Regions from separate parts of the Mus musculus genome. Here regions 1, 2, 3, 4, 5 and 6 are each linked to region 7. Evidence: chromatin contacts called from public HiChIP or PLAC-seq and promoter capture Hi-C data. All regions are on one chromosome and are shown on one strand. Each heading gives the region's core, a stretch centred on a gene start, on an enhancer-like site or on the middle of the called end of the contact. The rest is flanking DNA. Distances are from core to core; before and after follow the strand shown. Region 1 holds the start of Mov10 (Mov10 RISC complex RNA helicase). Region 2 holds the start of Slc16a1 (solute carrier family 16 (monocarboxylic acid transporters), member 1). Region 3 holds the start of Dennd2c (DENN/MADD domain containing 2C). Region 4 has its middle 5.3 kb from the start of Gm34548. Region 5 holds the start of Tafa3 (TAFA chemokine like family member 3). Region 6 holds the start of Csde1 (cold shock domain containing E1, RNA binding). Region 7 holds the start of Ptpn22 (protein tyrosine phosphatase, non-receptor type 22 (lymphoid)).

The links. Promoter capture Hi-C pulls out the DNA fragments that hold promoters and counts their contacts. HiChIP or PLAC-seq counts read pairs in DNA pulled down with a chosen protein or histone mark.
Region 1: a contact with region 7 is called in an H3K4me3 HiChIP or PLAC-seq map of the 230-238 cell line, with 4 times the contacts expected there. The contact joins the promoter of Mov10 here to the promoter of Ptpn22 in region 7. A contact is called at or near these places in 3 of 39 promoter capture datasets (the C10 cell line, liver and pre-B cells), 1 of 484 Hi-C or Micro-C datasets (B cells) and 2 of 115 datasets of contacts at active chromatin or transcription factors (the 230-238 cell line and memory CD8 T cells).
Region 2: a contact with region 7 is called in an H3K4me3 HiChIP or PLAC-seq map of pro-B cells, with 5 times the contacts expected there. The contact joins the promoter of Slc16a1 here to the promoter of Ptpn22 in region 7. A contact is called at or near these places in 3 of 39 promoter capture datasets (the C10 cell line and embryonic stem cells), 2 of 484 Hi-C or Micro-C datasets (CD4 T cells and regulatory T cells), 3 of 115 datasets of contacts at active chromatin or transcription factors (large pre-B cells, memory CD8 T cells and pro-B cells) and 1 of 9 other capture datasets (pancreatic islet).
Region 3: a FOXA1 HiChIP or PLAC-seq map of pancreatic cancer cells shows a contact between it and region 7. The contact joins the promoter of Dennd2c here to the promoter of Ptpn22 in region 7. A contact is called at or near these places in 2 of 39 promoter capture datasets (both in liver) and 2 of 115 datasets of contacts at active chromatin or transcription factors (memory CD8 T cells and pancreatic cancer cells).
Region 4: a contact with region 7 is called in a promoter capture Hi-C map of hippocampal neurons, with 2.7 times the contacts expected there. The contact joins the enhancer-like site here to the promoter of Ptpn22 in region 7. A contact is called at or near these places in 4 of 39 promoter capture datasets (the C10 cell line, hippocampal neurons and stem cell-derived epiblast-like cells), 2 of 15 datasets of contacts at CTCF or cohesin (large pre-B cells and pro-B cells), 2 of 115 datasets of contacts at active chromatin or transcription factors (large pre-B cells and memory CD8 T cells) and 1 of 9 other capture datasets (adipose tissue).
Region 5: a promoter capture Hi-C map of pre-B cells shows a contact between it and region 7, with 4 times the contacts expected there. The contact joins the promoter of Tafa3 here to the promoter of Ptpn22 in region 7. A contact is called at or near these places in 4 of 39 promoter capture datasets (hippocampal neurons, liver and pre-B cells) and 2 of 115 datasets of contacts at active chromatin or transcription factors (T-cell acute lymphoblastic leukemia and memory CD8 T cells).
Region 6: a promoter capture Hi-C map of the HPC-7 cell line shows a contact between it and region 7, with 2.7 times the contacts expected there. The contact joins the promoter of Csde1 here to the promoter of Ptpn22 in region 7. A contact is called at or near these places in 4 of 39 promoter capture datasets (the C10 cell line, the HPC-7 cell line and cranial neural crest) and 1 of 115 datasets of contacts at active chromatin or transcription factors (memory CD8 T cells).

The regions. Positions count from the first base shown.
Region 1 is chr3:104,816,893-104,819,592 of GRCm38.p6, reverse strand. Mov10 (Mov10 RISC complex RNA helicase) reads left to right here and starts at 1,288. Exons shown (of 20, transcript NM_008619.2): 1 at 1,288-1,657. The coding sequence starts at 1,521.
Region 2 is chr3:104,637,218-104,639,917 of GRCm38.p6, reverse strand. It overlaps Slc16a1 (solute carrier family 16 (monocarboxylic acid transporters), member 1), which reads right to left and starts at 1,254. Exons shown (of 5, transcript NM_009196.4): 1 at 1,090-1,254.
Region 3 is chr3:103,101,315-103,104,014 of GRCm38.p6, reverse strand. Dennd2c (DENN/MADD domain containing 2C) reads right to left here and starts at 1,356. Exons shown (of 19, transcript NM_001384113.1): 1 at 1,277-1,356.
Region 4 is chr3:104,673,977-104,676,676 of GRCm38.p6, reverse strand. No RefSeq gene overlaps it. Among named protein-coding and RNA genes, the nearest start is that of Gm34548, 5.3 kb to the left of the region's middle. Within about 2 kb of position 1,331, at least 184 of the 459 cell types and tissues checked have an H3K27ac peak or open chromatin away from gene starts, as enhancers often do. A contact at or near this core is called in adipose tissue, hippocampal neurons, memory CD8 T cells and 1 more, where this site is marked.
Region 5 is chr3:104,776,206-104,778,960 of GRCm38.p6, reverse strand. It overlaps Tafa3 (TAFA chemokine like family member 3), which reads left to right and starts at 1,414. Exons shown (of 7, transcript NM_183224.3): 1 at 1,414-1,784.
Region 6 is chr3:103,019,217-103,021,916 of GRCm38.p6, reverse strand. It overlaps Csde1 (cold shock domain containing E1, RNA binding), which reads right to left and starts at 1,371. Exons shown (of 19, transcript NM_001161854.2): 1 at 1,248-1,371.
Region 7 is chr3:103,858,987-103,861,774 of GRCm38.p6, reverse strand. It overlaps Ptpn22 (protein tyrosine phosphatase, non-receptor type 22 (lymphoid)), which reads right to left and starts at 1,498. Exons shown (of 21, transcript NM_008979.2): 1 at 1,285-1,498. The coding sequence starts at 1,371.

The sequences.
Region 1 (2,700 bases), core at 39-2,538, 960 kb before region 7:
TTGAGACTGTCCTGCTGTGTAACCCAAAGTGGCTCAGACTCTTAGTAGACCTTCCTCAGACTCTCAAGAAGTGGGATTACAGGCTTGGACCACTGTGCCCCAAAACAACAGTACTTTTTAGAAGTCTATTATCTTCTCTGAGCCTGCATCATATAAAGTGGATGGGAAGGTCTGGAGGTGTTAAGCATCTGGCTACTCCTAGTTTTTCCCTCGAGTTTACATCAATTTCTAGGACGTAAGATTTCCCTGTTCCTGTAGTCTCCATTCCTGACTGCATAGCATACTCTTGGCTTAGGAGTAGTTAACCAAGGGGGAACTTGACCCTGTTCAGGGCATTCCCTACCCTGGGTTAGACTGTTGCTGCCTATAAGGAACCTTGGAGAACAGTAACTTTGATACATGTGGAATTCTGGTAGATTAAGCCTTTCTCACTTTCTCATTGTAGTGTGTATGGGGTTTGTTTGTTTTGGGTTTTGTTTTTGTTTTTTAGTTTCATTCCAGGGGATAAATAGGTGCAGAAGGCTTGTTTTACATTTGTTGTTATAGTAGCCCCACCCCTTAGTTTGCCTAAGCATATTGGTCTACTTCTTTTCCTGGTACTAATGTTGTCAGTGTTAACCATTTATTGCCTAGCACGCCTGGCTCTCTAGGTGCTAATGTTTTTTTGACTGGCTGGGCAATCATGATTTACTGCCAATAAGTAGTGAAGAGTAACACAAACCGAGTGCCCAAATGCATAGCTCAAGAGCAAGAATCTCCAACCTTGAAGTATTATGAAGCCTGTGTGACCCAGAAAAGCAAGGACTGGGTCTTGGCAGAAGCTCTTGTCCCTCTCTCCCACACGCACACCCCTTTATCTATAGAGACACTTGCTCTCCCTCCATCCATTCCCCACACACACACACACACACACACAACTTTGACTTCTGCCTTCCTCTGTATCAGAAAGCCAGAGGAGGGAGGGAATGGGGGAGGGGGCGTGCCGCTCGCTTCCGTACTGGTTTATGTCCCTGGCAGTCTGGGGGAGGTGCTGGACGAGCGGCCCCAGTCCAGCTGCAGCCGACCCATGTCCGGGGCTCTGCCCTTTGCTCTGCAGCTTTTCTATGTCCCGAGGCTCTGGAGAGTGGGCGTGGGAGTAGCCCTAGCTGAGGCTCCAAGGTCCTCCGGGCTGTTTAGGGGGCCCCAGGCGATATCCACGTTCGGATCCTGGCTCGCTGCCAGGGGAGGGAGCTCGGGGTAAGGGGAGGGCCCTGAGGGAGGGGTCAGACTCCTTAGGAAAGAGTTAATGTGAAGGGGGGGAGGGGATAGGACGAAGAGACCGAAAGGAAGGCTCAGGTAGGAGAAGGACGGAGGAGGGGAGGCAGTCGGGGAGAAGGTGGCTGGCCGGAGCAGACGTCAGAGGTAGGGGGCTTTTCCCCTTTGCACCCTCACCCCAGACCAGCCAACTCTAAACCGCGGCGGCGACTTTCAGTTTCATTTCCGCGGACCCTCCTGCCTGGGCCGCAGCCGCCGCCGCCGCGATGCCTAGCAAGTTCAGCTGCCGAAAGCTCCGGGAGACCGGCCAGAGGTTCGAGAGTTTTCTGGCCGAACGTGGACTGGACCTGGAGACAGATCGTGAGCGGCTGCGGACGATTTACAACCACGACTTCAAGCCCAGGTACGGGCCGGCCCACCACGGGCCCCAAGACGCGGGGCCAGCGCCCCGGGTGGTGGGGCCACCTTCCCGCCGCGGGTGCACAGGGATGCAGCCCGGGGCCGATCAGGCCGGTCCGGTCCTGGCAGACCTACTCCGTCGTCTGCCCACGCCCAGCCAGCGCCACCCGTAGCCCGCCCGCTCTGCACAGCCCAGCCCGGCGGGGAGGGGTCGGTGCCCACGCGCGGCTCGCGGTGGTCGGGGCTCGATGGTGGGGGAGGGGAGTCCCACAGGGAAGGCGCTGCAGGCGCGGGCCAAGCGGGGATCCCCGCCCCCTTGTTAAGGGAGGACTGCCTGCAGGGTCCACGCTGCGGGAGAGCTGAAGAGGCCCAGGGTAGGCGGGAGAATCTCGGGGAGCTTTAGGGAGAAAAGAACACAAACTGCGTAGGCAATCAAACCTCCCTTAGCACCTGTGGCTTCTCCATGGAGACTCGGGGCCAGGGACAGCCTCCTAGAGGCCCCTTTTCCCTATGGCTGAAGATATTTGGTTTCCTTTTCCTGTTACCACCCAAGTAAAAAAATCAAAGAGACTTCTGTCAAACCATAGACGAACACCTCTAGCAACAGGCTGCTGCTATGGATGGAAGCCGGAGAAGCAATTTAGCTGGGATGAGTGTAAAGAGGTGCACTAGTAAGCAGGGGAATGGGATTGGGCCTTAACAGATTTTGAGAGATTTGCCTTGCAACTGACCAAAATGCTAGTATGGGTGAGATATGGCTGCTGTTACGTGATTTGGGGCGAGTTTTAGACGGAATTAATAATGATAGTGTAGCTTGAGGCTAGGGGAGAAGGTAGGAGTCCGCGTTAACCAGAATATTACTGTTATTCATGAACATGTCTTAAAAGGAACATTAAAAGGGTTGAGTGGCTTCTTGAAATAGAGGCAAAGACCTGTATTATGCTCTACCCTGTGCTGGGTACTGTGGGAACACACAGATGAAAACTATGCAGTACGCAAGGTATGATATGCATACAGCATAGTCTATAGTATGCCATACAACAGGCT
Region 2 (2,700 bases), core at 5-2,504, 780 kb before region 7:
CCAAACTCTCGTACAATTACTAATCTCACACATCAGCATATACTCATTTAAAACCAAAGTAATTTTTTTTCAATGCCGACGATCAAACTTTGGAGCCTCAGGCATGGTAGGCCAGGCAGGTAGGTACTCATGCCACTGAGCAACACACCCCGAGCCTAAGCGGAATGACGCCTTAAGATTTCAAAATTAGTTATGGGTAAAAAAAAACAAAAGTAGTTTGTCACTGTGTAACTACTAGCAGTAGCCCGCCAGTTTATAATGAGCCACTGGAAAACGGGAAAAGACTGAAGTAGTAACACGTGCGTTTCCTGGTTGAGTGATCAGACGCTAGTTTTCGTAACTGCTGGTTGCACCAAAAACGCCATCATAAAGAAAAGCTAAAATGTACTCGGCAAAGGGATGTACTTGGCCCAGAAAGTGTGCTCTGACCAAATATAAGGACGTTTAAATCTGCTCCACAGGGATGCCTTGGGACCCCGTGCCCGCGGCAGACGCGCCGAAGCCACAGGTTGGACCATAAAGAGCCCCTTCCTCAAAGTTCACTCGAACCCCGTAGTCTTGTACCGGCGGTCCGCAATGCAGCTCCTCACATTCCTCACACCACTCTAGCAAGTCACCTGGTGGGACACCGATTGGCAGACCGGGGAGGCTGGGCGGGTATGCCACGAGTCCTAAGTAACTCCCGCCCCAGCAGAAGGCGGCAGGAGTGCACCACGTGAAGCGGCCTCAGGTCGTCCCTCTTCCCGACCTAAGCATCTCTCCAGGCGCCTAGAGTAGGCAGCGCTGGAAGCGTCTCCCCCAAGGTCACCGGGCACCATGACCCGACTCCCGCAGCCCGGCGGCCGCCACCTGACCACGGGCCCGCAGCTCGGCCGGGAGAGACGCTGTGCCCAGCGCCTCAAGGTCCCCTTCACCCACGCCACGTTCCGGGCCACGCGGCTCCGCGCGCCCAGGATGCCGCGTCGCTCGCCCCGACCCTTGCCCCAGGGAGGAAAGTCCCCGCGTGCCCGCGGGGCTCCGCGACCCCACCGGGGCACCAAGGGCACCGCGGATTCCGTGCCGCGCGCTGCCCGCTCAGCCCGGACTAACCGTTATGTGTGTCTCGCGGCGCCCGGAGTATGCGTGACGCGGCGGCGCGGGCCGCAGTTCCTCGGAGCCGGGGGGGTCCCGCTCGTGTCCCCTGCCCGCCGCCGGGCTCCTTGGCTGCTGCACCTACACGACCGACCAGTCACGTCGCAGCTCGCCACTTTGTCTGGCGGGGCAGGCGCGGCTGCCTTATAACCCGCGGGGGCCGGAGCATGCGCACAGGGGGTGGAGTCGGCCTTCCCGGCCGCCGCCCCCTCCCTGCCATACATACTCCCAGCTCGGCATCTCGCGCCTCCACACGCTGCGGGCTGCGCGTGCCCGCTCGCTCGCTCGGGCGCGCGCGCCGGCGCCCCCCTTCCCGCCACGTGACCCGGCGCCGCGGCCCGGAGACCCCGCACATCCTTATCAGCGCTCTGAGGGGGTAGCTTCTTTTGGCGCGTGCCGGGGACGCCATCGTGGGCCTCACCCCTCAGGCTCTGGAGGAGAAAAGGGGAAAAAAAAACTGCCCTGAGGGCGGACCCTGAGGTGCAGAGGGCGAAGGCGATGGACCGTCGGAGTCCGGGGACTGAACAGCATTTTGAATGGACGGACACTGGTAGACTCCGATGTGGGCCTGGAACCCGGGCTCGGGGACCCTGGGAAGTTGCTGGAACCCTCCGGGCCTGTTTCCTTGCGCTACATCAGCCACTATGGAGGCGTTAGGAAGTTTAATGTGCGATTTTACGCAAGTATCTCGTCACAGAGCCTGACCTGTGGCATTTGATGAACGCTTAGTTTAAGGACAAGCCGGTCAGGAGAAACTGGCCCCGGGGCAGAGAGTGTGTACGTTGGAAACGCTGATATGAGCATGCTCTTAGGCCAGAAGTTTATGAACACTGGATTTGGGGGACGGGTCGGGATTATGGCTAGTGGGATTAGGACAGTTGCATGCTAAGTAAGCACTGTACCAGAATTATCTTGTATGATCTTCACAACCGTATTAGGTGCCAAGAAGATCTTGTAACTAAGGAACCCCGGGCTTCACGAGGTTAACTGGCAGAAGTCACCAGGCTAGGAAGTCGCCAACATTTAAAGTCAAAGCCACAGAGCCTGGTGTCACAAGAGCCATTTTCGGTTCTTCACCAAGCCCAGATTCCAAAGTGTCTTGAAGTGGTAAACTAGTGAGTACTCTTGATGGCCAGGACCCTTGATATTTTTATTATTACGAGATGGGTATTTGGTTGGTTGTTTTTGATTTCTTGTTTTTTTTTTTTTTTTTTTTTTTTTTTTTTGAGATAGCCTCGTGTGTGTGTATAGCTCCACCTGGCCTGGAACTCATCATGTAGATCAGGCTGGCTTCGAACTAAGAGAGCAAACATGAAAAAAAAAAAAAAATCAACCCGCCTCTGTCTCCCTACCGCTAAGATTATTTGTTTAATTTTGTGTTTTGAGACATGGCCTTATTATGTATTCTCTTGGCTGGCCTGAAACTTGTAACGTTGATTAGACTGGCCTCAAACTCAAGAGATCCGCCTGGTTTTGCTTCAGTGCTGCTATTAAAGGCATGTGCTCCATCACACCCAGTGAGAATATTTTTTAAAGTCAGGCCTTCTGGCTTCCAAGGCTCTTACTGCA
Region 3 (2,700 bases), core at 107-2,606, 760 kb after region 7:
TTGCCACATTTAACAGACTAACAAGAGGCCTTGAGACACAATTACTACAGTTGCTGGTTTCTGTCTTTGAAAATACTCCAGATCACTCTTACGTATCCCTAGTAGAAACCTCATGGTTACAGACTGCTATTCCTTTTTAAATTTCCCATCTCTCCCTAAAATACACACACACACACACACACACACACACACACACACACACACACAAGTAGAGAACACAAATGTCTATAATAAAAACTGTACAAATGCCACAGCCACACATTAACTTTGTTTTAGAGAACTCAGATCTTTTTATAAGCAGCCCCTGAATTTGCAAAATAAAAGTCTTGTTTTGAGGCAGTACTCTCAGCTCACTTTATGAAATACCTTCAGCTAATCTAAGGCAAAGTAACAGATTTTCTGATTGGTACAAGCTTCATGGTAAATGATTGCACTACGGTATACAGATAGCATGCTATTTTAGAAAATGTCATGACTCAGTTAAGAATAGCTCTGCTCTTCAAACAATGGTGATTATGTGGAAATGACGCTTAGATAACTTATTTACATAGTAAACAGAAGTTAGAACTTTCTCTAACAATACAGGCGAATCAGTAGTAGCTTTGGGATAAAGGTTTACCAGGGTGCCTACTGTACTAGGCACTTAGTAGTTTTACAAACTACACATGCTCCGGGGTGCATGTGTGTGTGTATCAAACAACAATGCCTGACATTTGTAGAACACTGTCATTCCTCTCAGAACATGAGAACCCATGAGCGTCCCAGTTTTGCACTCCGGGGACACACACCTCTTAGAGTTAACCCTGACGGAGGTGTGACGGTTTGTTTGCGGCTCTGAGCTCCAGAGCGAAGCCTTTTGACTCACAATCTAATCATCATCTTCTCTCCTGGTTACTCCACAGTCCTACTCCAGTCCCACTGTAGGAATTTTATCTTAAAAAACTACTTGACGACTTCCTCTATCGTGCCTGCCCCGTAGTTCCGAAGCAAAGCGCGCGAACACACGCTTTACCGCTTGTCTGAAGTGCTCCGTCCGGGCACGTCCAAGTTCAAGACCGCCTGATAGGCGCGTTTCCTCGCGGCGGCGAGCGCCTGGGCTCCCCGGCCCTGCACCCCCGACCGCGCCCGCGGCTCGCAGGCTGACACCCGCCTTCCCCTGGCCCGAGGTACCCAGCTCTCGGCTGACCACGAACACACGGGACGCCATGGGGCGACGCCAACAGCTGAGCGGCAGAGGCCCCATGGCCCCACTCCCTCGCTGCATCCCGTCGCCTACCTGCCTGGGCCGCGACGCCGCCTCGCGCAGGGATCCCAGACTCGCGTCGGTGGCCTCTGGGATCCAGCGCCCACATCTTCGTCCCGCCCCCACAGGTTCCGCAGTCCCCGCCCTCCAGGCTAAGACACGCCCTCTTTTGCCTGGGCACGCCCCCGAGCTCACCCAGTAAGGCTCTGTCCTTCCAGGGCTCTCCTCAAGGCTCGGAACCCACGCCAGGCGGTCTCTCCGCCCCCAGCGCTGGGGTACCAGTGTGCGCTGCACCGCGCTGGTTCCACGGTGCAGCCCCTGCCCAGGCCTGGAGCCAAAGCTCTATCTCCGGATCTACGGTCTGTGCGACTACACGAGACAGACCTTTACAGCAAGGCAGAGCCTAGTAGAACCAGAGGAGCCAAACAGCAACTTCTTTAAGAAAACCCCAAAGCAGCTCAGGGAGCAAACATTCATCGGGAATGCCAGCTAGTAAAGAGATGCCAATAACGCACCTGGCCCCGGGTTTGGAATCACAAGCCGGATGCCTTTGGTGCCTAGTCCGGGTGCCGACTGGGTTGCCACACCCACTTGAGACTCACGCTTAAATTCTCCCTACCACACGATCTTGCTCAGGTATGCACATGGCTCTGTGCCTGCTGCAAGAATAGCCCAGTTTCACTCTGCGAGACTGGGATGAGTGGAACCTATTTCCCAGCACGATCTAACTGCCCCACCTCACCGCGCCCCGCCCCACTCCACCCCACCCACTCCATCCGACCTTGTGTCTGGTAACCAAACTTCCCTGGCTTGTTCACACAGAGGTACCAAAATAGAAGACTGCCACAGAGAGGTGTTTAATTACACATCGCGGATGACTGTCACCAGCCAACTCAACCAAGACTTGGAAAAAAAAAAAAAAGTCCCAATCCCTTGTGAAGCTATGAGGTGGGGACATGAGGTGGGGACAGTAAAAGGATTACTTTCTACCTGAGGGAGAAGTATTGACAATTCCTTTAAAATACTCCAGTGAGGAAATAAATGTAAATATGGTTTGGAATACATTGCAAACTCCATTGATCCCTTACCTAATGTGTATGTCTTTAAATGTAGACATGTGTGTTCTTTATTATTTTTCAAACTTCTTATCCTCCTACCCCTGCTTCTGGGGTGCAAGCATAGTCCTGAGCCAACACAAGTGGCATTTAATCTAGTCTGTTTGGAAAGTATCACAGATAGTTGTACAAGGTGAAATTCGGGACTAAAACAGCGTTTTTAAGATTTACATTTTGAAGTTTGCATCCACGAAGATTCTTTAGCAGGATGAAGATTTGAATTCCAAGATGAACGTTAATTAACATGCATGTGTTCTACTGCCCTCTCATGGGTAGGATGGAGCTACACCTAATGGTGAGAGGTGTCCTTTAAGTCTGAAGATAATACATAGTAATTTGTAT
Region 4 (2,700 bases), core at 82-2,581, 820 kb before region 7:
GGGTGTTCAATGCCAACAGCAGAAGAGTGACTAAGACTCTGATATGAGTTCAGTTCCCAGCATCAAATAATCAATCAGCCAATCAAAAGGTGGCACTCTTTAAATCCCAGAACTCTGGAGGTAAAGGTAGGTAGATCTCTGTTAGTTCCAAGCTGGCCAGGGCTGCTGCATCGTGAGACCATCTCAAAAACAAAAACAAAAACAAAAAAACAACAAAAACTCACATAGAAGCCGGGCGTGGTGGCGCATGCCTTTAATCCCAGCACTCGGGAGGCAGAGGCAGGCGGATTTCTGAGTTCAAGGCCAGCCTGGTATACAAAGTGAGTTCCAGGACAGCCAGGGCTATACAGAGAAACCCTTTCTCAAAAAACAAAAAGACAAAACAAACAAACCAACAAACAAAAAACAAAAAAACCTCACAAAGATAGGTTAACTGGGCTTGTACAGGTTAGCCCAAAGGGGATTTCCTATTCATAACAGCTAAACTGGCTTACTTGGAATTACAGCTATTTCTCTTTTTGCCATCATCATCATCGTCACTATCATCAGTGAAGGTTGGTAAACAACCTGGTTTTGGCTCCACTAAGCATGATTGACTTATCTTTGCCTTAGCTATGTGCCCAGTACCAATAGCCTCCCATAAATCTTAACGCTTGAAAGTCAGCTCGCATTCCCTCCGGTGGATAAATTGTCAAAGCCCAGTTGATGATGGGTGACTCTGGTTTTCTTGCGAACTTACTCTGGTTTTGTAATTTTGTTTTTGTTTTCCTTTCTTTCACTTCCTAGACGAAGCCCTTTCAGAGTGGGCAGGGAGACAGACACATGAGGAAATTCACTTCAGCAGGGCATCTGCTAAGCGTGGCAGGATTCCTGCTCCAGACTCTCAAAGCCTCCTATTAATGGAAAGAGCAGGTTAACCTGGTCTGACCGACAGGAAGCCACCGTACAGGAATAGGTGGAGTTCTGACATCCGGTGGGGACAGCTGGGGGGAGCGGATGGGGGAGGGGACACCTAGGTGTGCCAGGGGAGCCGAGGTAAAGCTAAGGTCCAGGGGGCCAGCGTGCTGGGTGGCTATGGGCCACACGAGGGCGCCGCACACTGCCACGTAAGGGCCTGAACTGTCTCTACGGAGCTATGTCGGAGAAAAGGCTTTGATGGGAAAGAGGGTGGGCGGAGACCATCCTGGGTGTCCAGCGACGGGCCCCTCTCTTGTTCCTTGAAGGTCGGCGTGAGGTCTCCCTGGACTTGGAACAGCCGCTGTTCAGGTCCTGAGGAATTAACGCCTCTGTAGATCAGGTCCAGCTGTGTGTAGGAGGGAGGATGTTTGCGGTCACTGGGGTGTGTTGTGTTAGGAATGACCGCAGTACTGGGGTGTGAGGGTGGGTGCGTGGATTTCTCCAGAGGTGTAGGTGGGAGGGAGTAGACAGTTTCTACTCCCAGGGGGCTGGCGCTAGTGTCTTCTAGGAGCAGCACTTAAGGCAAGATGTAGACCCCATTAGAATCAGACGATCTTCCCATCAGAGGAAGTCCCCCATTTGGAAACAGTCAGGATGAATGGTTGCTTTAGCTTGGCCAAGCTGCTGGGGTAAACGCCTCAAGCAGAAGCTGCATCAAAGCCTGGAGCCTGTCCAGCCATGCAGCTCAAGCACCCGGTGTCACCGAGATTTGTCCAGGGGGCACAGTGGAGATCTTGTGACCCAGGAAATAGCACTGGTCTTAGTTTAGATCAGGACATTTCCCCCTGAAAGCTGCGTGGGACAGTGGCTTGGAGCCCAGATTGGGGGGGGGGGGGAGGGATGGGAGGGGCAGCTGGAGGCTTCTGCCCACTCTCACCTTTGTCACCCAATAGCTACTTCACATGAGTCAGCTCTGCAGGCTGTACCCTGGCCTGAAGGCTCAGCCTGGGATTTGAAGGCATTAGAGTTGGTAGAAATTAACCCCCAGGATGTGAGCTTCGGGCTCGTAGGCTGAGGCTCTAGCAAGGGAAGAGGACATCCTGAGGACTGGGTGTAAGCAAGCAGAAACACGGGGAGCCTAGGCAATGCCCAGGAGGACTGCAATGGGCCAGGGAACACCAGGAAGGGTCAGTGTGAACCCAGGACTCTTGAGAACTCCAGTCGCTTCCTCTCTGCGGATCCAGACACCTCTACCATCCAGCCCCGCCCAGGCAGCTGCAATTCCTCAGCCAAATGACCCGAGACAAGAGTAAGAGGAAAACAGCTTTCTGAGCCTGCCTCTAGGGGAAAGAAGGACTATAAGAAGCAGGGATCCAGGACACAAGGTCACCGGGAAGCAGTCATGAATGTCAGGCGTGAAGGGGTGGAGATTTCAGGTCAGGGAGCTAAGGGTACACAGCTCAGTGACAGCATTTGCTTAAGAGGCCCTGGCGACAGGGTTCAGGCCTCACTACTGGAAAAAAGATTTTTCTTAGCTTATGCACAAATGGTCACGTGACATTGATAAGCAAGAGTGACTTAACCCAACACAACTCCAGTTTCACCAGCTGCAAAACTACCCTGAGGTGTTTGCAAATTTAGGAGTAAGGTAGGTAAAGGCATGCCCGTCAGGGCATGGTGATGATGGCTCACACCAGTAATCCCAGCACTTGAGAGGGTAAGGTAGAACCAATGTGGGTTTGAGACCAGCCTAACTACAGAGTTAGTTCCAGGTTTGCCTGGGCTAAGGGGAGACTGTAAACA
Region 5 (2,755 bases), core at 165-2,664, 920 kb before region 7:
GGCAAAAGTGCCAAGCCTGATAACCTGAATTCAATTCTCAGCACCCTGGAAAGAGAGATCCAGAGAGAGGGAGCGCCCCGTCCCGGGCTGTATGCTCAGGATCCAGAAGCAGGGTCCTTCTTTGTTTCCCCCACACTATTACGTTCCCAAACCTTCCTTACTCTAACAGGTACATACACCTCTGCTGGGAAGAGGCAGAGTCACAGCACACTTCTACCCTCAAGTGTTTAATGAGCCCAAAACATGAACCTGTCGTATTTTTGTTGTTGGGACTATTGACTGTCTTTCTGATGAAGATACTAGAAACCTCAGATTTGGTTTCCAAGGTGAGAGTCACACCCATTATCCACAGGGCCATTCATGCCTGGTGAAACCTTGCAGCCTGGTTCTCCACCCCGGTACTACCCTTGGTCCTCCCACGCAGGAGGGCAGCACTTCTGTGCTGGAAGTATATTTTTTTAAATATTTATTTATTTATTTTATGTATATGTGTACACTGCAGCTGTACAGATGGTTGTGAGCCATCGTGTGGTTGCTGAGCCATCTCTCCAGCCCGTTGAAAGTATTTACTATCCTTCCCGGGTGGCAGCCGGGAACCCCTGTGGTAAAACAAACAAACAAACAAACAAAACAAAACAAAGAAAAAAAAACCAAAAACTATGCAACTTGAGAATCTTCTAATACAGTGGTCTGCTTTTAGTGCCTGGGAAGCACCTTAAATAACACTTGATTGTACTAACAAAGAACTGGATTTTATACACACACACACACACACACACACACACACACCACCTCCTTTTCTCTTTCTTTCCTTTGAAGATGTGGTCTGGCTAAGTAGCCATTAGCAGGTCTGGAACCTTGTGTAAACCATACAGACCAAACTTCCTCAAACTTTCAGGCAATCTTACCTTCCCATCTCCCTACCCCTGCTGTGCTTTTCTTTCTTTGTTTGGGTTTAGAAGGTTGTTCGGTTTGGTTTGAGTTTTATTGTTGTTTGTATGTATGTATGCTTGTTTGTTTGTTTTTTTTGTTTGTTTTAGATAGGGTCTCACACTTAACCCCTGCCTTGTCTCCGAAATTCTGGATTACAGGTGTGAAACCCTGTCCGAGGTCTGAAGAACTGAATTGTAAGATTTAATGAGCTCGGATTTAAGTAACAGCCTACTGCTGGTCTAAATGAATACTACTCCCAGATGCAACGCCTATCCCCATCCCAAAATACCACCTACCTCCTTGAACTACTAGACTAGGGGCCACATTCCTGAAAGTTTTAGTGACCTGCTATAATTGATGTGTTTTGCTCAAGGAACTGTCCCTGAAAAGAGAGTCGGTGGGCTTCTATTCCTGACTTGCTGTGCGCCACAAGAGGCCGCTGCGGGCCAGCTGTGCCCAGGTTCCCCGCAGAGCACCCCCACACAGTTTCGAAGAAGCCGGCGGTGCCCGCAAAGGCTGGAGTAGCGAGAACGACTCCCAGTCTAGCGGCTGCGCGCTCCTCAACCTGCAGACCGAAAGCTCGGGAGGACCCGGCCTAGCCCCGCAGAACTGGTGGGTGCTGGACCAGAGCATCTAGGTGCTCTAAGCCGGAGACTCCAGCTTAGCCAGAGCCCCTGCTCTCCTCGGGCGCAACAACTTTGACGATCTATCGCGGACAGAGCTCAAAACCAGACAACACCTAAGCTGGCCACTCCCTCGAAGAGCCCGATTTGGAGAGTCTAGATGCCAAGCTCAGAAGCAGCGAGGACCTCAGGCCAGAAAGTTGAACCCGGGCCACTGCTGTGAAGCAGGTGGGTACCAGGAGTAAGAATAAATGCTAGAGGGAACAGAAGTAAGCAAAAGCAAGATTTAAGGTTCTTGTTGACCTCTTGTTGCTATGGAGGCTGCTCTCCCAGCCCCATCTTAGCCTGAATTAAGGATTGGGGAAACAGCTCAAGGAAACTGAGGCAGACTATGGATGCTGACGAACAAATCCCAGAAACTCCCTTCTCCTGTACCTTTCCAGGAGGGAATGAATAGAACGCCAGAGAGCCCAAGTCTCCCATCTTCTCCAGGTTCTCTGAGCACTGGAATACCTAGGAGAAATGTGTGTGTTGGATCAGACACGGTTAGAACTCAACCAGAAATAGGATGTCCCCAAGAAAAGAACGAATGGCATTTGCAATGGTCAAAATGAGGGTTCCTGGCATAGCCTGAGAAAGAAGACTTATGAGAAAGGAGGTTCATCTAGAAGTGTGGGGACACACCCATGCCCAGGGGACTGGCCCCACACACCTTCCACCCCCACCTGCATTCCCCTCGATAGGCCCTCCCTCAGATCACCAGCAATGTGCTTCAGTTTGACTTCTCACTGGGGACTGAATGAGGAAAGGCCTTTGGCAGAGAGTGGAGAAGCTCTTGTGGGCTGTGCACGGAAGCAGAGACCTGTTGCCGTGCAAGGCTAGCCCTCTGAGGTGGGGCTGAGACACAGCAGCAGAATTCAGCCAGTTTCAGAAGAGTCCAGGAAGCAAGGCTCAGGATGGGTTGGTTAGAGGTGGAGGGAGACACAGAACTGGGAGACCTGGGGCTTCTTCCCCAGCGGTCTCTTCTGGGACAAAGCTGGCAGACTCCACCCCCTTTTCTGACCTTAGCTCTATCCCAAGACCAGAAAGATGACAGCACCGATTCTTAGACCCTCCCACCCCTGCTTCACTCCTAGGAAAAAGAAAGCCTATTCACTCGTCTCAGGGTCACTGCCCCCACTGCTCTGTAGTCTGAGGGA
Region 6 (2,700 bases), core at 122-2,621, 840 kb after region 7:
ACATCAGCCTAACATAATGTCCAAACTCAACTACAATCTTTAAACATCCTTAGTTCCTTTCTGCCCGTCCTCCTCAACTGCTTAAACAGCACTATCTTTTTGCTCATTTTAGTTGCAGAACAAGGAAACTAAGTGGTTTAATAATGTTCAGAATGTTTTCTGCAGTGGAAAGTGTTAAGGAGTACTCCCTGCTCACCTGTGAGTCAGGTTGGAGACCAGCCACAAAGGTGTTTCTAAGGTTAACTCTTTAAAGCAAAAGAACCGGGGCACTAAGATTGGGTATGGTTGAAACGTTCGACGGTCAAATCTTCCAATTTAATTTGCTCTCCGACTGGGGCTCTCACACTAGATAGATACATGACAAAGCCAAGCCATTCATTGCACAATGTAGGCCAGCGCTTGCACCACGGAGGGAGGGCATCACGGAACTCTCCTAACGCATGCCATTTACCCCAGACAGAAAGGTGGGAGACACGTGCCTAGAACGGGGCCCGACTCCTTTTTCAAATGCCAAAGGACAGTTAGGTGTGGAGACCCAGCCACAAGAGAATGTGAGTAAAGGTGTCAATTCCGCCGCGCTAGGGTCAGATGTGGCTGAGGGAACAGAGGTGTCCCGCAGCACTTTCCCTAGATGGAACAGGGTCTCAACCCACACACAAAGAAGGCGCCACTGCCGCACTGCGCTCTGGTAGTCGTAGTAGTATCCCCAAAGCCAGTGACGGCCAAGACAGACAAGGTCCCGAAAAAAAGAACAGGCCCTTCTCCCCGGCCTCTTCCAGCTGCACACAAAGGACCGCGCCACCACCCCCTCACCCCTCCCGCCGGGACTTGTAGTTCCCTTTCCCCCGCCAAGCCGCAGAGGGGGAAGAGGACGGACTACAGCTCCCGGCAGCCTTCGCGCCCGAGCCCCGCACCCTCTGCCTCCATCTTGGCTGCGGTCGGAGTTTCCATTTTCGCTCCCTCCCCCCACTTCAGTCACCGACACCGACACCGACACCGCCGCTACCCGCACCCCCTGGCCTCACCTCCTCACTAAGGCTTCGCGGCCGGCCCTGAGGCCGAGACGGTTGAAGCCAGGGTGAAAAAGGGACGCCTGGAGTAGGAACTCACACTGAACTCTCCTCCATCCGGAATTCTAGGAGTGCCCACTCTGACACTCAGAGGTCCCTCCCGTTAACCTGAGTCTCCTCAGCTGTCTTTAACCTGGCTCGTTGCTACCCCCACTTTAACACTGAGGTCGTACTCACCCCAACAGCTCAGCGCCCCCTCTCCAGCGCCGCCATAAGCAGCACGGCCCGGTACGTAGGAATAAATCTCGCTTCTCTCGCGAGAGTTGCAGGCTCCGAGCGCGTGCACGGGAAGGTGGGGGGAGCGTGCTCTTAGTACGCTTGCGCGCGAGGGCTGAGTGACGCCAGCCGCTGACCTGCGTTTAGCCACACGCAAGCCGGTGACTCTTCTTCTCTACGTTCGCCCCTGGGTAGTGCCAGAAGCAATCTCTGCGTTTAGTGACTCTGCTGCGACGCTGGGGGCGGGGCGAAGGGTGAATTTAGGCGTTCACCCGGTGTTCGCGAGCCCGAAAGCTTTCAGCGACGAGGCTTGAGTAGGAAGGCCTTATGAAGTAGGAACAGTTCTGAGGGCAGATCCGGGAGTGTCGTGAATAAAAAGATTTCACTTTCCTCAGCCATAATCCAGGAGTCCAAATCGCAGTTTCTCTTTAGTCACGGGACAGGCTTTCTCCTGTCTCCTACATTAGAAGGGATTTCATTGCTTTAGAGAAAAGTTTTTAACAAAGTAATTTGTAAAGCTTTTGTCTTCCAGAAACTACATTGCTTGCGACAGACAAAAATAAGCGAGGCTGTATTATCAATAAAATCTAAAATTCCCCAAACCACTTTAACTGTCCGTTTCAGTTACCAGAAGATTTTTGTAGTGTGTCAGTCTGAATAAGTATTTAAAAGGCTGAAAGCAGGCTAAAAGCATAATTCACCTGACTGGAGTAGAGGAGTGGAATGGTTAGATCTAACCATTGCAAAGTTATTTAGGCTGCCCTGTCAATAATCTAGAAAACAATTACTTTACTTTTACTATCTTGTTGGTTTTTTATTTTTGTTTGTTTTTTGAGACAGGGTCTCACATGTAGCACATGCTGCCCTGGAACTCTGGGAAATCTGCCTGCTTCAGCCTAGTGGGATTAAAAGTGTGGACAACCATGCCCAACTTCAGTGGTCCTCTTAACCATTTTGGGTAAAGGGTAGCTCCCTGAGGACACTCCCATCTATTTCCTGCTTCTGTGGGAGAGGAGAACATTCTCATCCTGGTGTACTTTCCTTGCGGGGGAGAGACAGGGACTCACCCAGAACTTGCTGTGTAGATCTAGCTGGCCTAGAACTCATGAGATACCCCCCCCCCTTCTCCTGGCCTGGCATTAAAGGGGCGTGCCACCACAACCTGCCAAGTGTACTTCTTACCCATACTTTCAGTTGGTTATTCAGAGAAACTGCAGACCTCTGTAGACATAGGTAGGGCTTTCAGGGGAACAAATTACATGTAATAAAATAAAATAAGCAACAAATATGAATATTGTCCCCCCACTCTGTGTGTGTGTGTGTGTGTGTGTGTGTGTGTATTGGAGACCCCAGTATTGGAAAAGCCAGAGCCATGAGATACCTGCAAAGCTGAAAGGAGTTAAGATCTGAAGAG
Region 7 (2,788 bases), core at 249-2,748:
ATAGTAAGTGCTCCTAAATGATCCCTTTTCTGAGACACGGTCCCTCTCAGTCGCCTGGGCGAGCCTTGAACTCAAGATTTAACCCACCTCAGCCTTCCAAGTAACTGGGTCTCTGGGTGCCTCCAAAACACCTTGTTCTCATTTAATTATTATAATTAATGATATAATCATCACAATAATCCAAAATGAGATAGATAGGACATAAATTATTATCCTCATTTTTTTAACCTAGAAAACAAAGAGTTAGGGTGATTTGGGAACACGTTAAATATTTGATAATTTGAATGATGACCATGTCGATGTTCTTTATTTTTCTCAATTCAAAGCTGAAGGGCTAAGGCTTAACATTCTTACAGTTCTGAAATACCAATTAGAAGCTTTTAGAACACAGCAGGTTGGTGTGGTCGTACATGCCTTTGATCCCAGTGAGGCAGAGGCAGGAGGATCTTTTAAGTTCAAGGCCAAACCTGATCTACATAGTGAGCTCTAGGCCAGACAGAGCTACATACTGATACAAACAAACAAACAAACAAACAAACACTAAGCAAAAACCAAAAGCATGACAGGTGTGTCAAATACCATGTTATCTGATGTGCCTGACAGGGATGGAAAATGGGCCGCCCAGCTTTTGTTACACTGTTAACTATGGCTCCCTCTAAGTGGATTTGAGTTCTGGATAATCAAGTCCACCTGCTCCCAGGCTACCTTGCTCTCCATGTCTCTCACGTGTCTCTACTCCCCACTCTCCCTAGCCCACTTCTCCAGACAATATAAGTTAAAGAAGCCCAGCTATTGTTAAAAAGGAAAATGCCTATTCTAATAATCAACTTGTTTTCAAAGGGATAGGAGAAAAAGTGGCAAAATGAGAGTTTTTGGTGTTTTTCAAACCCCTGTTATCCCAATGATAGCCTATAGGGAAGCTAAAAATAACACGTAACATGAAAAGCTACTCTTATTAGTAATCTGAAGCATATGTCACAATGCAAATGCTTTCTGCAGATGTTCAGAAAGCATTAATATCCATACACCTGTCTATACCTTCTGTAGGACCATTAAGCTCAAAAGAACAAGCAAACCCAACATTAAAACCAGCCTACCTGGAGAAAACCCTGAGCACAGACACAACAAAGCCCAGAGAGGTTATGTTCTTAGGTCGCCTTCCTCCCTTCCACTCCAAACTCCATGGTCGTGTTATCCCTACAGCAATTGCGTCTAGGCAAACTGGGCCACCACAGACTGCTACACAGTTTATCTAAGAACTCTTCAGAGCATTCCAGAACTCACCAGAAATTCACTGGCAAACTCCTCACTGTTGAGTTTCTTTTTCTGGGCTTCTTTCAGTAGTTGCTGCAGAATTTCTCTTTGGTCCATGCCGCAGAGCAAGAGTCTGTGAGTAGGTTAAGGGAGGGCATGTCAAATATGTGTCATGGCCAAGGCAGCACCAAGAAGCCACTGCTGCTGCAGGAGCACAGCGTGCTGGAGGCTGTGGTTTACTGACTTCATCACAAGCCCTAGAGGAAATTAGTACAAAACTAGCTTCTGTGGTCACACAACAAAGCCATCATCTCCCTGCAGGGCCCTAGCGCCTTCCTTTCTCAACAAAGAAACTTGGCTACTGTTCAAATGTAACAAACAAGAGGCTAACCAGAACACAAACTGTGGTCTGCTTAGCTCAGAGACTGTTCCACGCTGTCAGTCTCAGACAGCACTCAGTTCTTCCATTCCCAGAAGAAAGGCAGAAAGTACAGCACTAACCTGTGAGTTCAGCTTTTCACATCCCAGTGAGCAGAAAGGCCTGGGTGACGCCCACCTATGCCCTGCTGCAGGAGAGGAGACAAACACTGGAGTTACCTATCTCCGACCCGGACCATTATCCCCAAAGTCTCCTATAGATATGATCATGGCAGACCTCTGCTCATCAAGCGGGCATTTTGTTTCAGAATTTGTCAAGCTTCCATTATAAACCTCACGTTTTTCTTTTAGAGGAAGCAAAGTCCACTGCTTCTGATGGTCCATCTCACCCGTGACTGGGGAAGTACTGGCCCTCATTAAGGGAAGTGTTGGTCTCTGTACTTCTTCAGACCTCCAGTAGCTTTGCAAACACTGAGAGTACAGCTCTACACAGGATGGGAAGCACCGGGGAGGCAGTTAGCACAATATCCCCAGAACGCACTGCTAGCAAACAGCGAAAGGACAAAACGGAACTAAAGCTAAAATATTGCTTGCTGAGAACCATACAGATTCTATCTAGGTCAGCCTGTCTGGAGAGAATTGAGGAGAGGTGGTGCAGTCCCAGCTCCTCAGGACTGTCCCCAGCTGCAAGATCACTTGAGTCTCAGAGTTTGAGACACCTGAGAAACAAAGTGAGCGCTCTCTCTCTCTCTCTCTCTCTCTCTCTCAGAAGGGGAGGGAGGAAGAATGAAAGAGGCTGAAGAATTCATGAAGACATGTTGACATTTTGATCCTACAGAGCCTATCTCAGAAAAGATCGCGTTTCAGGGAGCCGTCCACATCTGTGGTATCAGTGCCTTAACAAGGCAGGTTATTCCAGAGAATGCTTCCACATCTCCGTTTGCATAAATCCTCTCTTCGATGGGCACAAATCCACTCAAGATCTAATTCAGTGTGAAAACCCTTGCAAATGAGGAAGTTCAGTAAACAGAATGTTACAAAATTAGTTTCAAGTTAAAAAAAAAAACTGGGAAAGGTGTAGTTTGGACTTCCTCTATTAAGATATTAGCAACCCTTTCTGGTTTTACACTATTCAAACTCCCTTCAGAAAATCATG